Regions from separate parts of the Pan troglodytes genome. Here region 2 is linked to region 1. Evidence: chromatin contacts called from public Hi-C data. All regions are on one chromosome and are shown on one strand. Each heading gives the region's core, a stretch centred on a gene start, on an enhancer-like site or on the middle of the called end of the contact. The rest is flanking DNA. Distances are from core to core; before and after follow the strand shown.

Region 1 (5,814 bases), core at 2,548-5,047:
GCCTGGGCAACAGAGTGAAACCCGTCTCAAAAAAAAAAAAAAAAGAAGCAACCTGATTGAACTAGTTAATGCCAATGTGTGAACAACTATCAAGCACTCCTACCTCCTAGAGCCATTTGCATCTTTAAGAAATGATACTTAAGAATCTTTGGTGGAATTCCAGGCAATAAAAACAAGGCCTTTGTGTATTTGTTTACATAGGCAACTTGTAAGTCAAGAGTCGAGAGGATGAGGTCTACCAATACTACGTTTCCCCTTCAGACAGTTTGTGACTTTGGTAAGTATATTTCTGCATCATACTTTACATCTAGTTACCTCTATTATTACAATCTTGTTTATTTGGCATTTGATGGACCAAAATTAGCTACAAAATCCTTTTTAATGAAACCAAAGTAGGGGATTAGGCCGGGTTACAGTAATGCCTGTAATCCCAGCACTTTGGGAGGCTGAGGTGGGAGGATCACCTGAGTCCAAAAAGTTGAGGCTGCAGTGAGCCATGATCATGCCACTGCACTCCAGCCTGAGCAACAAAGTGAGACCCTGTCTCAAAAAAAAAGGACAGAAGGTAAGAAAGAAATTAAAGTAGGGGACTTAAACACCTACTTCTTCAAAAAGAATTTTAAAATCTAGGTATAAGAAATCATTTGATTATTTCATCTCTTTCCAGCTTCCTTTGGATACTAATCTAGTTGAATTACTCTGTATAGTTAGTTATAGCATATATGTAACTACTTTTATAAGCAGAACTATTTTTTAAAAAAAATCACAAGTAATGTATATTTCATGATTTGGATTAAATAAACAAGTTTAATTGAAAAATTATCATTGTCATAGGTAATATTTATTAAGGATTTAACTTACAACAACCTTATATGAGATACTATTATTATTAATTTTTTGAGGCAGAGTCTCACTCTGTCACCCTAGGCTGGAGTGCAGTGGTGCAATCTCCACTTACTGCAACCTCTGTCTCCTGGGTCCGAACGATTCTCTTGCCTCAGCCACCTGAGTAGCTGGGATTACAGGTGCATGCCACCACACCCGGCTAATTTTTGTATTCTTAGTAGAGACAGGGTTTCACCTTGTTGGCCAGGCTGGTCACCTCAAGTGATCCACCTGCCTTGGCCTCCCAAAGTGCTGGGATTACAGGCATGAGCCACCATGCCCGGCCAAGCTACTATTATTATCATCCCTATGTCATAGACGAAGAAACTGAGGCACAGAGAGGTTAAGTAACTTGCTCAAAGTTCCCCAGATAATAAGCAACGATGCCAGGATATAAACTCTGGCAGTTTCATGTTCCCTCCCGGCTGCTTCCCACCTACTTTTGATTCAGTAGATCTGGAACAGGGCCCTCGGAATTAGTAAAGTCCCCAGCTGATTCTGAAGCAAAGCCAGGTTTGAGAACCATCCTGTTAATTCACTTTGCACTGGATGGCTAGTTACTTACCTGTGTCTTAGAAATAATAGTTCATATGGTTAATCAAGTAACACCTGTACCCTTTCATTTCAGTAGTAAGCAAATTTGCTTGGAATCTGCTTCAGTGTTGTTTGGGCACAGCGCTGAGGGGGCAGGTGAACGTTAGGAAATTGTCTCTCACCCCACAGCACAGACCACCTAGTTTAAAGGCACAACATGTGAACAGGCAATCAGGGAGAGATCACAAAGCTTGGGTAGAAGGTGTAAGGTGGGCTTCCTGGGAGGGGGTGTGAGCTGGATCTTGAAAAGTGAGCATGATTTGGAGATGGAGGAAAGAAGTGGGAAACGGTATCTGTTAAGGGAACAACTGAAGGAGGCCCTCATAAATGGTGACTCACAGCTCATCTGTGGGCCAGTGAGTACGACCAACAGGACCGGATGGCATTGAGAGTTCCTTCTGGGAAGTGGCAGGAAATAAATTTGGAAATGCAAGTTTGGACAAGATCTGGTAAACCTTAAGTGCCAGGTCCAAATTTGGATTGAACACTATAAACAATATGGAACCACTGAAGCTTGAAAGGACAAAATTATAATGATGAAGGTATCAGTTTAGAAGGAATAATCTGCCATCAGTCACGACACAAGTGGAAGGATAAAGAGATAAGAACCAGGAAAAGCATTTAGAAGGCTAAAGGACCAACATAAGTGTGGGAGAATATCTTAGTAAAGGAGTGGATATACACAGAATCAGGAGTCACCGAGTCAGGTTATGCCACTGATCAGGCTGAGTGATTTGGAGCAAATTGCCTAACATCTCTGAGCCTTAGGTTTTTTCATTGAAAAAATGGGTATGATGATGATAATGACTGACCCAAAATAGGCAAAGGATTTCTCTACGATGGTGACAGCTCTGGGATACAAGGTGAATGGGCCAGGATTTTGAGTCTGTTTCCAGGTCTGTATGAATTAAAGAATGTGTTATGAATGGCAACAGAGACATCCACTTTGTGGACGATGAGGAAGGGAGGGGAACTAATGGTTGGTGAATGTTCCATGAATTACGTGGGAATTATAAAGAAATTACTCTTCACACTCTTATGAAGTAGGTATTTTTATCTCAAATTAACAGTTGACCTTACTAGAGCAAAAGATAGTAATTTGAGTTACTGGATATGACTCAAATTTGGGTAACTAGATATAAACCAAGGTCTGCTAAAATCTAAAACTTGGGCTTTTCCAGCTAGTAAGTACATCATATTTAGATTTGAAAGTTATGTTTTATTTCATTGCTTTTGGCCTAATGTTGTAGTCTGTTGAGACTGTTTTGAACTTTGATTCTGACATCTATCAAATTAATTATCCCTCCAAACTTTGGGTCATCCGAGAGAGACATCAATTTTGCTGAGTTGGGGGGTAAAGATGGAGGAAGGATGTTTTAAAGTAGAAAGAGAGCAGCAGGTGGCCTTGACCTGTGAGGTAGGAGGCAAGGTTATCTGCGCAAAGTAAATGCAATCTGGATGTTAAGTGGACGTAAAAGTCGATGGAATACATTTGCTGCTAAGAATGATCGTGTAGGCAGGTGGAGAGTAAAGAATAGAAAGGAGTTAAGAACCAGGAATGGAGGCAGTGAGAAGAGGGAGGGTGGTGTGGGTGGACCACATACTGCTATTAAGGAAAAAGAGAGGGTGGAGGAAACAAACAATACAGGGAAGGTTGACCCACTCAGCCCTTCTATTCAGCTGGAGGAAGTCACAGAAAAGGAGGCTATATTGAATGGTAAGATTGGAGAAGACTGGTTAGGGAATAGGAAGATAAGTTGTTGTCTAAAAAACGCAGTCTCCAGTAAAAGGAAGAAATTGGGACATTGTTTTAAAACCCCACATAGGTACACTGGAAAACATGGGCCACAGGGATAAACCTTCCATTTTCACTTCCAACCTTACCATGTGCTCACAAAAAAAGGTGTTAAATACATGTAAGTTTTGACGAGGTTATTTAAAAGTGTAGGATATAAACCAAGAATTTTTCACACCCCAAAACCCCGCACAAATTAAGGGATTACATATCTGAGTGACAAGTACATACAAACGCATTACTTCTAGAGATACTTAGATGTAGATAAAAGACCACATTTCAATAGAGGGATCACACAGACCAGTGGGATGTTTCTTCTGAGATAACCCACTTTATGCCGGAAACAGTGTGGACTCTGGGGACGGCCTCTGCTCTGGCTGAGGATTTCTGTCCCAGAGCGGTACAGGAATCTGCGTAGTGTTTTAGTTTGGAGAAAACAGGAAGTTACACTCATCACATCTTTTGCCCAGATGATAGAATTCGAAATCCCCCCGGGGTTGTTCATGGAATGAGCCGCTCTGTTATGTTGTGAGCCGTGGTATTAATCAGCCACCCCTCACTAGGTGTGCGGGTTCCACCACGCTTCCTCCACCCCCCGTCACCACAGCAGCGGGTAGTATTTAGGTTGAATATTCCAAATAGTCAATTATGACAGTTAATTTCAAATGAGATGACTTCGAAGTACACGTGAAAACAATATTATTTTATATCACGACTCATGCCATCCGTATGTGTAATCAAAGCCTTCTAAGTCTTGATTTGTCCTTACAAAGACGAAGGATAGAGTGAATGTCAAAATTTGCCAAACAGGAGTTAGTGAAAGTCTGAAGGGGAAAGCCTAGTTAGGTTTTATCTTAGAAGTGATTTTTAAAAAGAAACACGCAGATAAGCTCGAGCTTTCTGGAGCCGATTCCTAAGGCCTTGCAGGTGTTAAGGGGGTCGAGAATTGGCTGAGGTTCCTCGGAAGTCTGCGCCGATTCGGAGGGCCACCTCTGACTTTCTGATCTGGGGTGCATCCCCCAGTCCCTGTCCCGGTCGACAAAGGTGTGGAGTCAGGTTCCAGGCAAGCTGGGGGTGGGGGTGCGCACAGGGGAGGGGCAGGGGACTGGGACCCCCCTCTTCTTCGGGGTGCTTCGGGCCGTTTCTCCAGAGGCTGGTGGTGTCCCCGACCCAAGCAGCTCAGCCCCGCTCGCGAGGTCCGAAGTGGCGGGAACGGGTCCTCCGCGGCGGTCCCAAGGCGAGGGAGGCTGTAAAACCTGGCAGAGAATCCGGCGCGCCGGGTCGGGGATGTCTCGGGTGTCGGGGGCAGGGGCCGCAGGCTCGCAGGTAGAAGCTCCCCACGCGAGCGGGAGCCTCGGCCGCGGAAGGGGCGCCCCCGGGGCCGCCGGCAGCGGCGGGCGGGCGGGAGCTTTCCGGGCCCCTCCCGCGCCTCGGGCTGGCGGGGCGATGGCGACGACGGTTTCCCGGCTCCCCCGCCCCGGACGCCGATGGCGGTGCGTTCCGGCCCTCCCCCAACAGCTTCTCCCCCGCGGTCGCCGGAGCCGGTGAGGCCGAGAGGGCGGGGAGCCGCGCAGGGAAGGCGAGAGGGCGGAGGTTGCGTGGTGCAGGCGGCGGCGGCGGGAGGAGGAGGGCCGGGCGGGCAGGGGAGGAGGAGGAGGCGGGCGCCGTGTCGCACGCAGCTCCAGGCGGGGCAGCCCCGGTAGCTGAGGGACGCAGCTAGACCTTGGCGGGACGGGGCTTTCGCCGGGGCCCAGGGACCAGGCGGAGGCGTCGCGGGAGCCTTTGGGGCACCACAGAGATGCGGGTGAGTGTCGGCAGCCGCCGGGGCCGAGAGGAGGTGGCGGCGGCGGCGGCGCAGGCCCGGCCCCGAGCCGCGGTGTCGCAGTGACTCGGGCCGCGACGGCCGAAACCAGGCGCCTGGCGAGGCCTGAGCCGCCGAAACGCGGCCGGGCAGAATGGCGGCCAGGCCGGGGGACTCGTGGGCGGAGGACGCCGAAGGTGGCAGAGGAGCGAGCGGGGCCGGGCCCTGAGTCACCCCGGACAGGCCGGGGCGGCCAGGCCTGGACTACGCACTGGGAAAAAGCACGATTCATCGCGCCTGGAGGCGGCGGCCTGGTGGCGCCGGCCCCTTTCCCCGCCGCGACCGGGCCGGGTTCTCGGAGGGTGGGCCGACGTGTGGCCCGGGGCAGCTCGGGCGTCCGCGCCTCGCCTGGTGAGGCGACCTCCGCGGGACGCCGGGACCCGTGCCCTTGCCCCCTCGCGCCCACGCTTCTTCCCGGCGCTGCTTTCCGGCCGACGCGTGCTCCCCTGTGAGCTCTGGGCTCACGCGCAGGAGCAGCCGCGGAGCCGGGCTCTCTCGTTTTCCGGTTCCCTGCCCGCGGCTCTCGGGTTCCCCGCCTGCATTGTTGCGAACGTGCAGGGCGCTATTATTGGGTAACAGTCGCCCTTTTGCCCCGTTCTCCTGGGAGAGCGGGCCGGGGCATGCGCGCAGGGATGCTAGCCCGGCGGCCGAACCGGACAGAGCCCCCCGGCGCCCGCCT
Region 2 (5,811 bases), core at 61-2,560, 190 kb after region 1:
ACCGCCGGAGCTCAGGGGGATTTCGGGGTGCGTCGTGGGGAAACGTCAGAGGCGAAGCTACTCCGAGTTCCCCGCCGCGAACGTCGTCCCGCGAGCGCCGCGGCCCCAGCCCGGGGTCGGCGCGCCCGGGACCGGGGGCGTGCGCGAGGCGAGGGCCGAGCCCTGCCCACCCCGGCAGCGGCCCGCGCCTCCCCACGCCCCTCTCCCGCCCGCCGGCGGGCCCGGGTGTCATGCCCCTTCCCCTCGCGCCGAGCCCTCCGGAGACACAGTCCGTCCTTTGTCTGAGTGCGGACTCGGCGGCTGGGTCCCACCAACTTGTGTCTGTCCCGTCCCACCCGGGCGCTCCCGCCGCGGCCGCGCCACACAAAGGAGACTTGAGGCTCGAGCTGCCACCCTGGACCGGGCACTGGAATGCCCCGACCCCAGCCAGGACAAGCACCGGGAAAGGAGCCCCCCACACGCCCCCCGCCCCGCAGCTCCAGGGGTCTGCGCTGCCTCACTCGCAGGGTCCCGCGGGCCAGCCCGAAGCTCACAGCTCCTTCCGGGGAGGGGGGCTCTCCCCTCACCCTCCGCCCCCCGCACGCCTACAAACGCGGCGCCCCGGTGAGCCCCGATCGGCGATACCCGGGACCGGCACAGCAGTGGCGGGGAGGTCCTGGCGCCGCCGCCGCCGCCGCCCGGTTCGCACTCCCGGAGCCCCGCCGGCCGGGCCGCCCGCAGCGGCGCGTTACCTTCGTCCCGCGCGCCGACTCGCGTTGTTCCCGCGCGTCGCCCCCGCGCGCCGCCGCCGCCGCCGCCGCCGCCGGGGCTCCACTGCCTTCTGAGTCCCACCGGGTGTCGGACGCGACCGGACCGAGCGCCAAACGCGGCAGCCCAATCGCCATCGCTTTTATTTGGCCCCCCCAGCCCAATCAAGCGCCGCCCCGATTGGCGGGACGCGAGGCGGGCGCCCGTCCAATCACAGGGCCCGCCGGGCTCGGAGGCGCCGAGCCAGCCCCACGCAGAGTGCGATCAGGGCTCGTGGGCGGGCGGGCACTGGCAGCGCGTGCGCGCGCGGGCGGCGGCGGGGCTCGCTGTAAGGAACGCCACTGGCCGTGTGGAAGCGCCGCCGCCGTCTCTTTGTTCTTTCGCTGAACACACGGCGCCTCTCAGGAAGGCGGTGTGCAGGCACGCGGGGACCGGGAGACATCGAGGGGGCCCGGAGCCCGCCGCGGACGGGAGGCGGGGAGGATAGGTGGCGGGAACCGGCCGAAGGGCGGGACGACGCGCCGGCGGCTCTTGGCGGGAACCGGCGCCGCAGAGTTCCCGGGCGGGGGAGGGGCGGGGCGGGGGCTGGAAGCCAAGTTTGAACCAGTTCAAAACTCGGGGGTGGTAACGGTTTTAACCGCCGCGCTCGTTTCCCCGCGCGCGGAGCCAAGGCCCAGGCTGGCCGCTCCTAGTGGTGCCCGGGGAGGGGAGGGCGCGGGCCCCGGAGGTCGGCTCTGCTGTGGCGCCGCGTTTGCGGGGAGACGCTCGCCCGGCCCGCGCGCTGCCGCCGGACCCGTTACTTCTTTTTTTTTTTTTTTTTTCCTCCTGAGACGGAGTTTCGCTCTGGTTGTCCAGGCTGGAGTGCAATGGCGCGATCTCGACTCACCGCAACCTCTGCCTTCCGGGTTCAAGCGATTCTCATGCCTCAGCCTCCCGAGTAGCTGGATTACAGGCATGCGCCACCACGCCCGGCTAATTTTCTACTTTTAGTAGAGACGGGTCTTGGTCAGGCTGGTCTCGAACTCCCGACTTCTGGTGATCCGCCCGCCTCGGCCTCCCAAAGTGCTGGGATTACAGGCGTGAGCCACCGCCGCCGACCCGGGCCCTGTTTGATTATGTCTGCTGCTGCCTTGGCCGTTTTTTCCCCCGCCGCTGGACTTTGGCTGGCCGAGCTTGCAGTGCTTATCGCCCTAGAAACCTGTGAAAGGGCGACATTGCTGCCATTTCAGACCCTTCCACTGTTCGTAGTTCTAAGCACGTGTCAGTGTTAAAAATCTTTTATCAAGATGAGCACTGTTCACTTGCCGCCTCTGCAAAGTGTGAGGATATTTGCAAGGCGTGGTGGCTCACGCCTGTAATCCCAGCACTTTGGGAGGCCGAGGCGGGCGGATCATAAGGTCAGCAGATCGAGACCATCCTGGCTAATAACGGTGAAACCCCGTCTCTACTAAAAATACAAAAAATTAGCCGGGCGTGGTGGCGGGCGCCTGTAGTCCCAGCTACTCGGGAGGCTGAGGCAGGAGAATGGCGTGAACCCGGGAGGCGGAGCTTGCAGTGAGCCGAGATCACGCCACTGCACTCCAGCCTGGGCGACAGAGCGAGACTCCATCTCAAAAAAAAAAAAAAAAAAAAAAATTGATCTTGGTTATGGGGGGTCAAGCTACCTCAACCCAGAGGAATTAGAGGGATTCTGCTTAGGATACAGTCTCTCCTATTGCTTCATGTGGCAATGCAGTTAAGAGTATTCCGAATTTATTTTTACTAGGATGTATCTGTGGGGTAAAATACCATTGTCATGTAAACTGAGATTCCATATTGAGAGTTCATACTGGAAACTGAAAAAAGGTCACCTATGAACTGTTGGGGTAAAAATCTGAAGAAATATTTTTAATGAATTTAATAACTAGCCAGAATTTTTTTTTTTTTTTTAAGAAACGGAGTCTCACACTGTCGCCCAGGCTGGAGTGCAGTGGCACCATCTCAGCTCACTGCAAGCCCCGCCTCCCGGGTTCACACCATTCTCCTGCCTCAGCCTCCCGAGTAGCTGGAGACCACAGGTGCCTGCCACCACACCCGACTAATTTTTTGTGTTTTTAGTAGAGACGGGGTTTCACCGTGTTAGCCAGGATGGTCTCGATCTCCTGACTTTGTGATCTGCCCGCCTCGGCCTCCCAAAGTGCTGGGATTACAGGCGTGAGCCACTGCGCTGGGCCAGAATTTTTCATCAGATGATTTAGCCCATAATTTTCCCGCCTTTCCTAAATCAGCATCCCATTCCTCACATATATTCTGAATCACTCCAATGTTGGAAAGTATATATGAAGGGAAGCTAAAAGATAAGGAGAAACAAGCAATCATGTGCCCAGATAAAAGCAAAATTATCTTGTGAATCAGTGATAACACTGCAAAAAGTAAATAGGTTATGCAGCTGAGATGTGACTGTAAAATAACGTAACGAATTATAGCTGCCATTACTTCCAGTCACCAATGCATTCATTCTCCAAGATAAAATGCATCTATCTAGGCCAGCAATTTACAATTTTTTAAAACCAGCAATTTAAACCTCAGAAATTAACTACTTATCCCTAAGTTGCTTATCAAATTACTGAACTTATCAGTCCTGTAATACTAAATATTAAAACAAGGCATTTTTTAAGAGGAAGATCAATGAAATTAGAGACTACCATAAAGCAAATCAAAGCAGTATATAACTCTGCAACATGGTGTGAAATGTCATGTAAATTGCTAGACGTTTAGAATCAAGGAATGGATGGATCAAGATATTCCAGGCCAGACTTAGTGGTTCACACCTGTAACCCCAGTACTTTCAGAAGTCGAGGTGGGAAGCTCCGAGACCAGCCTGGGCAACATAGCAAGACCCTATCTCTACAAGAAATTTAAAAAATAACTGAGTGTGGTGGCACAGAAGTACCTATGGTCCCACCTGCCCCTGAGGCTGAGGTGAGGGGGACTGCTTGAGCTCAGGATCCCAAGGTTACCGTGAGCTATGATCGCATCACTGCGCTCCAGCCTGAGCAACAGAGTGAGACCCTATCTCTTAAAAAAAAAAAAAAAGTGATTGGACAAAATATAATTATTGGCACCAAGTGAATGTTAGGAAAAAAAAGAAACACGTACAAAGAACTTTATAGAGCAACCATTACCACTGGGAAGAGTGTGTAGGTTGGACTCTAACCATTAAAGAGCTAGGTGGGATGATACTGAATATATATAACAGACATTTAATATAAATATGATATGAAGGCTAGGGTGAAAAGGGATGCCAGTGGATCACAGTATTTTCTTGATTCAATGATGACATTGTCCATTTAAGCAAGGTAGTTTAGGCCACAGTAATGGCAGAAAAAGGGGATAATTTGAAAATATTCCAGAAGGACTTCATTGTATGTGGGGTTCATGATGTCTCGCGACTCATTTCTGTATATGACAAATACAGCAAAGTTAGGAGGGGGAAGAAGTATTTTGCTTTTGCTACCAAAAGAAAAACTGTCTGAAGATGTCTAACCCAGGAAAGCAAGAAAATATACAGGCCTATTTAACAGACCTCTATGACTATTTCAATGGGAAAAAAAAATTTTAATGTGTATAATGAATAGTAAACATATAAGCAGGTGTGTGTGTGAATGCCAGTTACTCAAGGGGCCTAGATGAAGCAGAAAGCCAGGCTAAACACAAAGGTGGATATGGAGGTTGAGGGTCACCAAGCTTTTTCATTTCTGTGTAAAGATTGTTCTGTCCTGTGTGAACAACAAAGATTCAGTATTAAAGTTAAAAGATGAAACGAAAAACAGTTAAGCCCTAAAGTTGTAACCCCAGGGCCTAGCGTGCCTGGCACATAGCTGATTCTCAGGGTTGTCCTGGGGGAACTGGAGAAGATGGAGTGCAAAGTTAAGGCTGTCAGCCAGCGAACTTCCCTTTCAATCCCTTCACTTCTCAGAACCTCCCTTTCAACCCCAAAAATGGGATTTACTTCCCACATATTATACAGCACTCATTTATGGAGTGCTTACTCTGTGAATGATGATTATACCGAACATGAGGTGGTGATAAAAATAAGGCATGGGAAGAGGGGAGTATTGGGTGCAATTGCTGTAATTTTAAAACAGCTTGGGGCTGGATGTGGTGGTTCACGCCTGTAATCCCAGCACTTTGGGGACCGAGATGGGAGGATTACTTGAGTTCACAAGTTCTAGATCAGCCTGAGCAACATAGCGAAACCTCATCTCTTCCAAAAATACCAAACTTAGCCGGTCATGGTGCCTATAGTCCCAGCTACTCTGGAGGCTGAGGTGGGAGGATCGCTTGAGGCTGGGAGGCGGAGGTTGCAGTGAGATGGGACCACAGCACTCCAGCCTGGGAATAAAATAATTTTTTAAAAGCCACTTGGTTAAGGAAGCCCTCATTTTGAAGGTGACATATGAAGAAAAACTTGAAGGAGCTGAGGGAGCATTTACTGAAAGAAGACTGTTCTAGGCAGAGAGAAGGGCCAGTCAGTGCCTGGGCCTGAGGCAGAAGCGTGGCTGATGTGCTCTGGCACAGGAAGGGGAAGAAAAGTGGGAAATGATGTTGAAGAATGGAGGCGGCACAAGCAGATTTTTCAGCTCCTTGTGGACCATAGTTAGGTCTTTATCTTTTATAAAATGAGAGGATTTTGAGTAGAAAGGCGATTTGGTCATTTAAACAAGATCATTCTAGCTCCTGTGTTGAAAGGATCCTGAAGCGGAGCCGGGGCCAAGTCAGAGAGGACAGTGATGAGTCCGTTGTAATAAGCCAGGCAAGAAATGATTGTGGCTCAGACCAAAGTGGTAACAGTGAGCTGGTGGAAAGTGGAGTCTGGATATATTTTGAAGGTATAAGCAACAGAATTTCCTGACAGATTGGATATAGGATACAAGAAAGATTGCATGTAGGAAGTATCAGTTCTCAATACAAGAAGCCTGAGAAGGGATGAGCTCTCATGAAGAGCCAGAGTGGCATTATACTGCAGCCTGGAACACACCCCAGGCTGGGGTCAGGAGATGTGTGGCATGTCGAGAAACCTTC

The links. Hi-C and Micro-C count contacts between places; a contact is called where the count stands out from the background.
Region 2: a Hi-C map of stem cell-derived neural progenitor cells shows a contact between it and region 1, with 2.7 times the contacts expected there. The contact joins the promoter of EZH2 here to the promoter of CUL1 in region 1. A contact is called at or near these places in 1 of 7 Hi-C or Micro-C datasets (stem cell-derived neural progenitor cells) and 1 of 1 datasets of contacts at active chromatin or transcription factors (stem cell-derived excitatory neurons).

The regions. Positions count from the first base shown.
Region 1 is chr6:163,846,723-163,852,536 of NHGRI_mPanTro3-v2.0_pri, forward strand. It overlaps CUL1 (cullin 1), which reads left to right and starts at 3,798. Exons shown (of 22, transcript NM_001246604.1): 1 at 3,798-4,318.
Region 2 is chr6:164,035,108-164,040,918 of NHGRI_mPanTro3-v2.0_pri, forward strand. It overlaps EZH2 (enhancer of zeste 2 polycomb repressive complex 2 subunit), which reads right to left and starts at 1,311. Exons shown (of 18, transcript XR_010159047.1): 1 at 732-1,311.